Regions from separate parts of the Drosophila melanogaster genome. Here region 1 is linked to region 2. Evidence: chromatin contacts called from public Hi-C data. All regions are on one chromosome and are shown on one strand. The core of a region is the stretch at or near the end of the contact, and the rest is flanking DNA. Distances in the headings are between cores, read along the strand shown.

Evidence for each region. Hi-C and Micro-C count contacts between places; a contact is called where the count stands out from the background.
Region 1: a contact with region 2 is called in a Hi-C map of the Kc167 cell line, with 2.9 times the contacts expected there. A contact is called at or near these places in 2 of 107 Hi-C or Micro-C datasets (the Kc167 cell line and pupal leg imaginal disc).

What each region holds. Positions count from the first base shown.
Region 1 is chr2L:22,052,217-22,055,571 of dm6, reverse strand. CG34173 reads left to right here and starts at 1,270. Exons shown (of 2, transcript NM_001103717.2): 1 at 1,270-1,400; 2 at 1,455-1,738. The coding sequence starts at 1,460. The coding sequence ends at 1,597.
Region 2 is chr2L:20,025,999-20,029,358 of dm6, reverse strand. It overlaps sNPF (short neuropeptide F precursor), which reads right to left and starts at 1,444. Exons shown (of 5, transcript NM_165316.2): 1 at 1,030-1,444.

The DNA of each region.
Region 1 (3,355 bases), core at 21-2,520, 2.0 Mb before region 2:
GCAACCGATAAACCGCTTTGATGCTTTGTGGTCGGGAGACAAAAGAAGGCTTCAGAAACAAAAAGAGTATTTATATTTGATTATTGTTTGTTTATTATTTTTACAAAAATGTGAACTTGTTCAATTTGAGCGAAATACGCAGATATTTTTACTAACAATACAAACACACAATCTATTTATGCATTAAGTTTTTAAAGCGTGACTTAACTTCACTTAACGTGCAATACAACTTAATATTTCTAAATTTATTTAAAGAATATTTATTAGAACGTATCATTCCACATATAATATTTTTAATTGAATGAGAATAAAAGCTATGACTGATTTAGGAGCTTGGAAACGTATAAGTCCTTTTTGTCTACACCATGGTTAAGGTTACTAGTTGGCTTAAGCAGCCAGTTAAGTTAGCCCGACATAAAGCTGCGATTTTCATTGTAATCTGTTCCAGGCGAGCCGCTTGTCCAGGATCAGACCCAAATACTGCGCCTGTGGTGATTATGGAATGGTGTTCCCTTAAAAAAGAAACTGCTGTGGCCAATTTTAAGCTATTTATAAATAAGCAGTTACTTATAAAGAAAGCCATCAGGCAAACCACGGATGAAAGCTTCCTGAACGTCCAGGAAATCCTGTGGTGCCTAAAACCAAACTGGCGGTCGGAATTATCATCCTGTTCGCTTTTTACTCCATATCTCTACTAAGACATATTCCCTTAAATAATGTATAGAAAGTAATGGAAGCTTATCCGTCGTTATGACTCGCCAAGGTTCATTGATATAAAAAAATCTGGATACGTATTACGTAACGTTGAGTTACAAAGGAGAACAAGGAACAGGATCTCTTTTTAGGCAAGGCCTTGCCAATTCTGCTGTCAATGACAACGATAATCCATCCAAGTAAAGAGCATTAAAGAAGTTTAGTGTTTCTTTAACATCTGCGGGGATCCCTAGGTCAAATGGCTGAAAGCGCTCCGCAGGCTTTTCCGCAAAAGTTAAAGAAATCTTTAAGGAGAACTTGCAAAAAAATTTCTGTGAGATTTAGTTCTTTCAGACTCCGGGTAGATTTCAAAAGTCGAAAAAACACGCAAACAGTAATTGATTAACGAATAACGTTAATATTGCCCTAGGTATTTGCTACTTTTTATTTTGCAACTTTGAGGTCCTTTTTCTCAAAATTCTCTCATAATGGTGAAAAAAATCAAAAAATAATGTGTACTATAAGCTAAACAACTTTAGTTTTTCGCCAGAACACTCAGACTGTCATTGAATAATCTATCAGAGATTGTGTCAATAATCTGATTTTTTCCCGCCTATGTTCTATATTTAAATCGTTTGAATAGGTTACCCAACCACAACACATAAGTGAAGAAAGACAAAATCTTCTAAATTAGTTAAGCAATCTATGTAAGTATGTTAAACGGTGATAAATAGCAACTAAAGCTCTGCGTACATCTGCAGTCAAGATGTTTCGCACACTGTCCATTGAGCCGATTAGAATTGAGGAGCGCTCCAAAGATGAGGTCCGTGCTAATATATTAGTGTTCGCTGTCACCTGTGCCCTTATCCGCTTTATTCCGATAATAGTGAGGAAATTATCGTAGTCAAGACCAAGGATGCGATTGTGTACTTCCGTTTTGACTGAGATAAAGCCGAATATATATATTAAAAATATTTAAATATAAACTAATAACAATTAGGTGTTATATTAAAAATAAAAACAAAAAAATATGTCGCTAAAATTGAGATCATCGACTTGTAAATACATTTTTTTAGCAATAACAAATTTTTAACAGAATGTGTCCGAAAATATGCTTAGCATATTAAGTGAAATTGGTATAAGAAATAATAATAAAAAACAACAAAACATTTTCAGAAAATTTGCTCAGTTTGGGGGTGTTTCTATGGACGTGACGATCTTTTAAAGTGAACTTGGGGCGCCGCCACTTCAGTCTGCATGCTTAATCTCAACCGGATAGCCTTTGAAGTTACCGAAAATTCGGAGTTCATAAGAACAGGCGGTCATTTCTAGGTCGGATTGCCCAAATTAAAACAAGAGAGTATACCGATCTCAAGTCAAGTTCGTCTACTATCAGATATCAGTTACTCAGGTAGTGGAAGTGCTAACGCGAATTTCATCATTTTTCTGGGATATCGATATAGATATTGGGGAATAAAATGAGAAAAAAATTAAAAATTGCCTAAAAATGTGGGCGTGGCAGTTTTTGGCGTGTTTAGGCCGTTAGAGTGGGCGTGACAAACTGGGTCGACAAACTTGCGCTGCGTCCTTGTCTCTAGAATCTGTATGCTGAATCTCATACGGACAGACGGACATTACCAGATCGACTCGGCTATTGATCCTGATCAAGAATACATGTGCTTTATTTAGTCGGAAACGCTTCCTTCTGCCTATCACACACTTTTTAGCGAATACCCATTTACTCTACGACTAACGGGTATAACAACAAATTGTGGACGCTGGGTGCTATTTAAAGTAGTTGAACAGCGCAATTAAATGCCATTTGTTTTTTAATTAATTAATTAATGTATTTAGAAGCGATGAATACATACAATGCAGTAATAGTAACATAACAGCGCAATTAACAAGAAAATGATTAAACTAAACCTCGTACTAAAATGCTACTTGTATTTTCCATATTAATGTCGTTGCCTGTAAGTATGCAACGACCTGCAGTATACCTGCAGTATTAATCGGGAAGTCTTAGCAACTTGGTAGGAAAAAGATAGTGACGAGTAGCACCATAGTGTTCGAAGACCACTAATTTATGTACACAAATAAGAAAAAATTTACTACAGTTTGAAACATTGAATATTTTAAAAATATGATATGATATTACAACTTTTGTACGTTGCCACTAGACACATTGAATACACATTTTACGAAAAGGCTTAATTATAAATATTAATTTATGGTTAAATTTTAGATTACCTACATAGTAGTAAAACATTAAAAAAGATTTTATTTCACAAATGTTGTTAACAATATATCTGAATGGCTAAGGGTTGACTCGATATTGGAAATGTATAAATGTCAAAAAAATGAAATCAAGCTAAACAGTCGTGTATTCCAAAAGCCTAATTAGCCAAATTGAATAAAATTAATTATACGTGCTAGTCGTAGAGTAAAAGGGTATACTACAATAGATTTTTTGAAAACTATGTAACAGGCAGATGAAAGCGTTTCCGACGGTATATATATTCTTGATCAGGATCAATAGCCGCGTCGAACCGGCCCTGTCCGTCTGTCTGTCCGTATGAACGTTGAGATTTTAGGAACTATAAAAGCTAGAATTTTGAGATTCAGCGTCACGCCCACTTCAACGCACTAAAACCGCCCAAAA
Region 2 (3,360 bases), core at 195-2,694:
CGATTCATTAATTCGCACGCAATTTAAATGTTTACATGCTAGTTACGCAATGTAAAGCAATGTATCTCTTTGATCACGTTATTTTATAATTACTTGCGTATTTCAACACCAGTTCGTTTGTCTTTAAATAGTTACAAATGTCACGGATAATACTTTTGAAATGATATTTATCAAGCGGCTTACAGATGTTGTTAGGGCACTTATTTTTACCAACAGATTATCATCTACAAGGGGCGTGCTCCAGTCTTGCAATTTCATCCGCTTCTTTCTCTTCCGTTTCCGCTTTTTGTTAGCCATATGTCATGAAAGTTATCGCCATGCTGCAGCATACCCACAATGCCTAAAATTTGGATCTATCAAGTAAAAGCAATCTTAATTTGTTGTTTGGCTTGCCTGCTTTTTTGATAATGGCGAAATGTTGCCTACCTGGAGTCTTCTTATTTTTTTTAGCCTTCCCACATCTCTTAGTAAAATTCGTAGTTTATGTTTAATAACCCGTTCGAGTAAAGTAACTAATGGGGTCTGTAGAAAAGGTCAACAAAATAGCTCGATGAAAGCCTTGTTTCTTACACTGACCCAAAGAGTTGTAAGAAGGTTTTATGCCAGACTTGAACAACACAGTCGAAAAAAGTTGATTGACAATTATTGATATTCTATGAGTTTTGTTTAACAAAGTAGCTGATGACGTTTTGATACGGGTGACGAGGGTCCTTTGTTGACATTAAGCGTACATCGATTGTACAAAAAGCGAACATGATTCATGGTGACTACTGACTTAATATATAAAAGATTCCGTTTTGTCGGAAAGAAATTTATATGTGTATCACATACGACCATGGTAACAAAGTGGCGTTCATTAAAATTAAGTACCACAAGAGTTTTGAAATTCTTCTGAAAATGTTTTTGAGAAAAGCTTTAAGCAGGAAGTGAAATGTTTAAGTGTAGTAAACATATATTATTCGCCGTAATTTGGATAAAACTTCAAAAATCAATTTTTTTAATTATGTACTATTAGCCTTTTTAACTTACCTGCACTTCAATATAACAAATCGCGTTCACGCAAATTTATTTTGAAATTTAAAGTGGAAACTTTATTTACTTATTCAAACGAATTGTCTTTTTCTGTATAAGATTTTCTTTAGAATGCGAGCACTGCTTTAACTGGATTTTACATTTCACAATGTCCGGATTTCAAGGAGAAGTGCCTTAAAAAGTTTTTCAATTAAGTTTGGAATTTGGCCCAATGAGAGCACGCAAATGTATGCCACGCTTTTTGCAACTGAAAATTAACTAAATGTTTGGCAACTGGCCAAACGATGGCTCAAGATCACAAAAAATTGAGTTGAAAACTGGGTTTTTTGAAACTCTCTGTTCGGTTAGCCGTTTCAAGGTTGATTGGTTGGTGGTAAGTTGAGATTCCTTCGAAGCGCGCCGAACGAATGCAACGGCCACGAGGAAAACGACTTGCTTTATAGCCAGCCGTAAAAGCCGAATTCCTCCCGAAACCCAACGAAGTTGATGATGTCGGCATGTGGCAGGCAGTTCAACTTCAACTGGTTGCTCCTGTTGCTTCTTCAATCAAAAGCTTTTCCTGCTAGCCGGCTACCCGAGGTTTGAGTCCTCGCTAATGGAGAACATTTTGCCGCCCACGCATTTTATACCCTCATTTGTGAATTGAAGTGGGAGGTATTTCGATCGGCCAGCAGTTTGTTCAAGCGAATATATGTTTGCATACATATAACTAACTGATCAAGGCATTAAGTCATTGAATCCATTTTGAGCACTCTGAGGAGTGATCGGATCCCATCATCCCATCTAAAGAATATTTAATTTTTGCAATGAAGAATCAATTTGTGTTCTTAAAGTTAAATTCATTTGTATTTTTAGTTTCTAGCCATTTGTGAAGATACGCTTCATATGTATTGCACAGCATGATAATGAGTACAGAGTATCCCATAGTCGACTTCCGCTAAGCTAAGCTTCCTTCCATTTTTGTTCCCCATCCTGTTGTTGTTGCAGTGACGTCAGCGCACTGATTTAAAGCTGTGCTAGCTGCCTGCCATTCGCTGGAATCTGAATTGGCCAAGTTGTTGTAGAGCTGGTCACCTACGCACGCATATTGGTAGGCGGCGCCTACGCTGGGATAGCGAAAGCTAAAGTCAGGCAGGATATAGATATTCAGATATTTTGGCCTTTATTCGCTCATATTTGTAATCTGCCATGCGGGTTGCTTACTCCTGTCCGCATTTCCCCTTCTTGAATTTCATCTTGCAGCTGTATTTACTTTTCACTTTTGACAAGCTGTCTCTTAATGAGCAATGAAATAGCTTAACAGGAAAAACAATATTTTGTTGAGCCCTATAAATGCGGTAAGCATTATATATGCGTCATTTGGTCCGAGCGAAAATGGATATGGCTTATTAGCGCCTTGCAATAAAGCTTAATATATTTCTTAAGCGGCATTTCAAATGTTAAAAGATTAGAGTGTACTCTTTATGCTTGTAGTATCTCTCTCTCTCTTGTTGAATATGCCAATAACTGAGTAATAATAACAAATAATCGTGACACTTCACTATACTTGAAACCATAAAGAGCGCTACGTGGATTTTCTCGACTAGCAGATACCCGTTAGTTTTTAGTTTTAACATTTTATTGGCATAGCGAACAAAATTAATCGGAGGGACACTCCCGATCAGGAGTACATATATATGTACATATATACATTCTATTAAACGCTTTCTTGTACCGCTTATATACAATAATTCTCAACTAATTTACTTTTCGAGTGACGGGTACACAAGTGGAAATAGCTATTCAAACGGCAAAGCTATTCGAAACCCAAGTAGTTGCTATCCACATCTTATCGCCTAGCTACTCCACCTTTAATTGTAAACTGAATTATGATAAGGTCAACAAATACTAGCGCTGAAAGTTTAAAAATCTGACGAAGCTTCAAATTTGTAAACTCGTTACTCGTAGAGTAAGAGGGTATACTAGATTCCTTGAAAAGTATGTAACAGGCAGAAGAAAGTGTTTCCGACTATATAAAGTATATATATTCTTGATCAGGATCAATAGCCGAGTCGTTCTAGCCATGTCCATCTGTCCGTATGAACGTCAAGATCTCAAATACTATAAAAGCTAAAAGGCAAGGACGCAGCGTTTGTTGAACCATGTTGCCACGCCCACTCTGAGGCCCAGAAACCACACAAGTCCGCCACGCCCACACATATTTTTTCACATTTTTATTAGTCTTATAACGCCCACTCTAACCCCCTACAACCGCCGAACCGGTCACGACCACACTTTGGAAGAATTTTAAAATTTTTAATCATTTTATTCCACAATATCTATCGATAT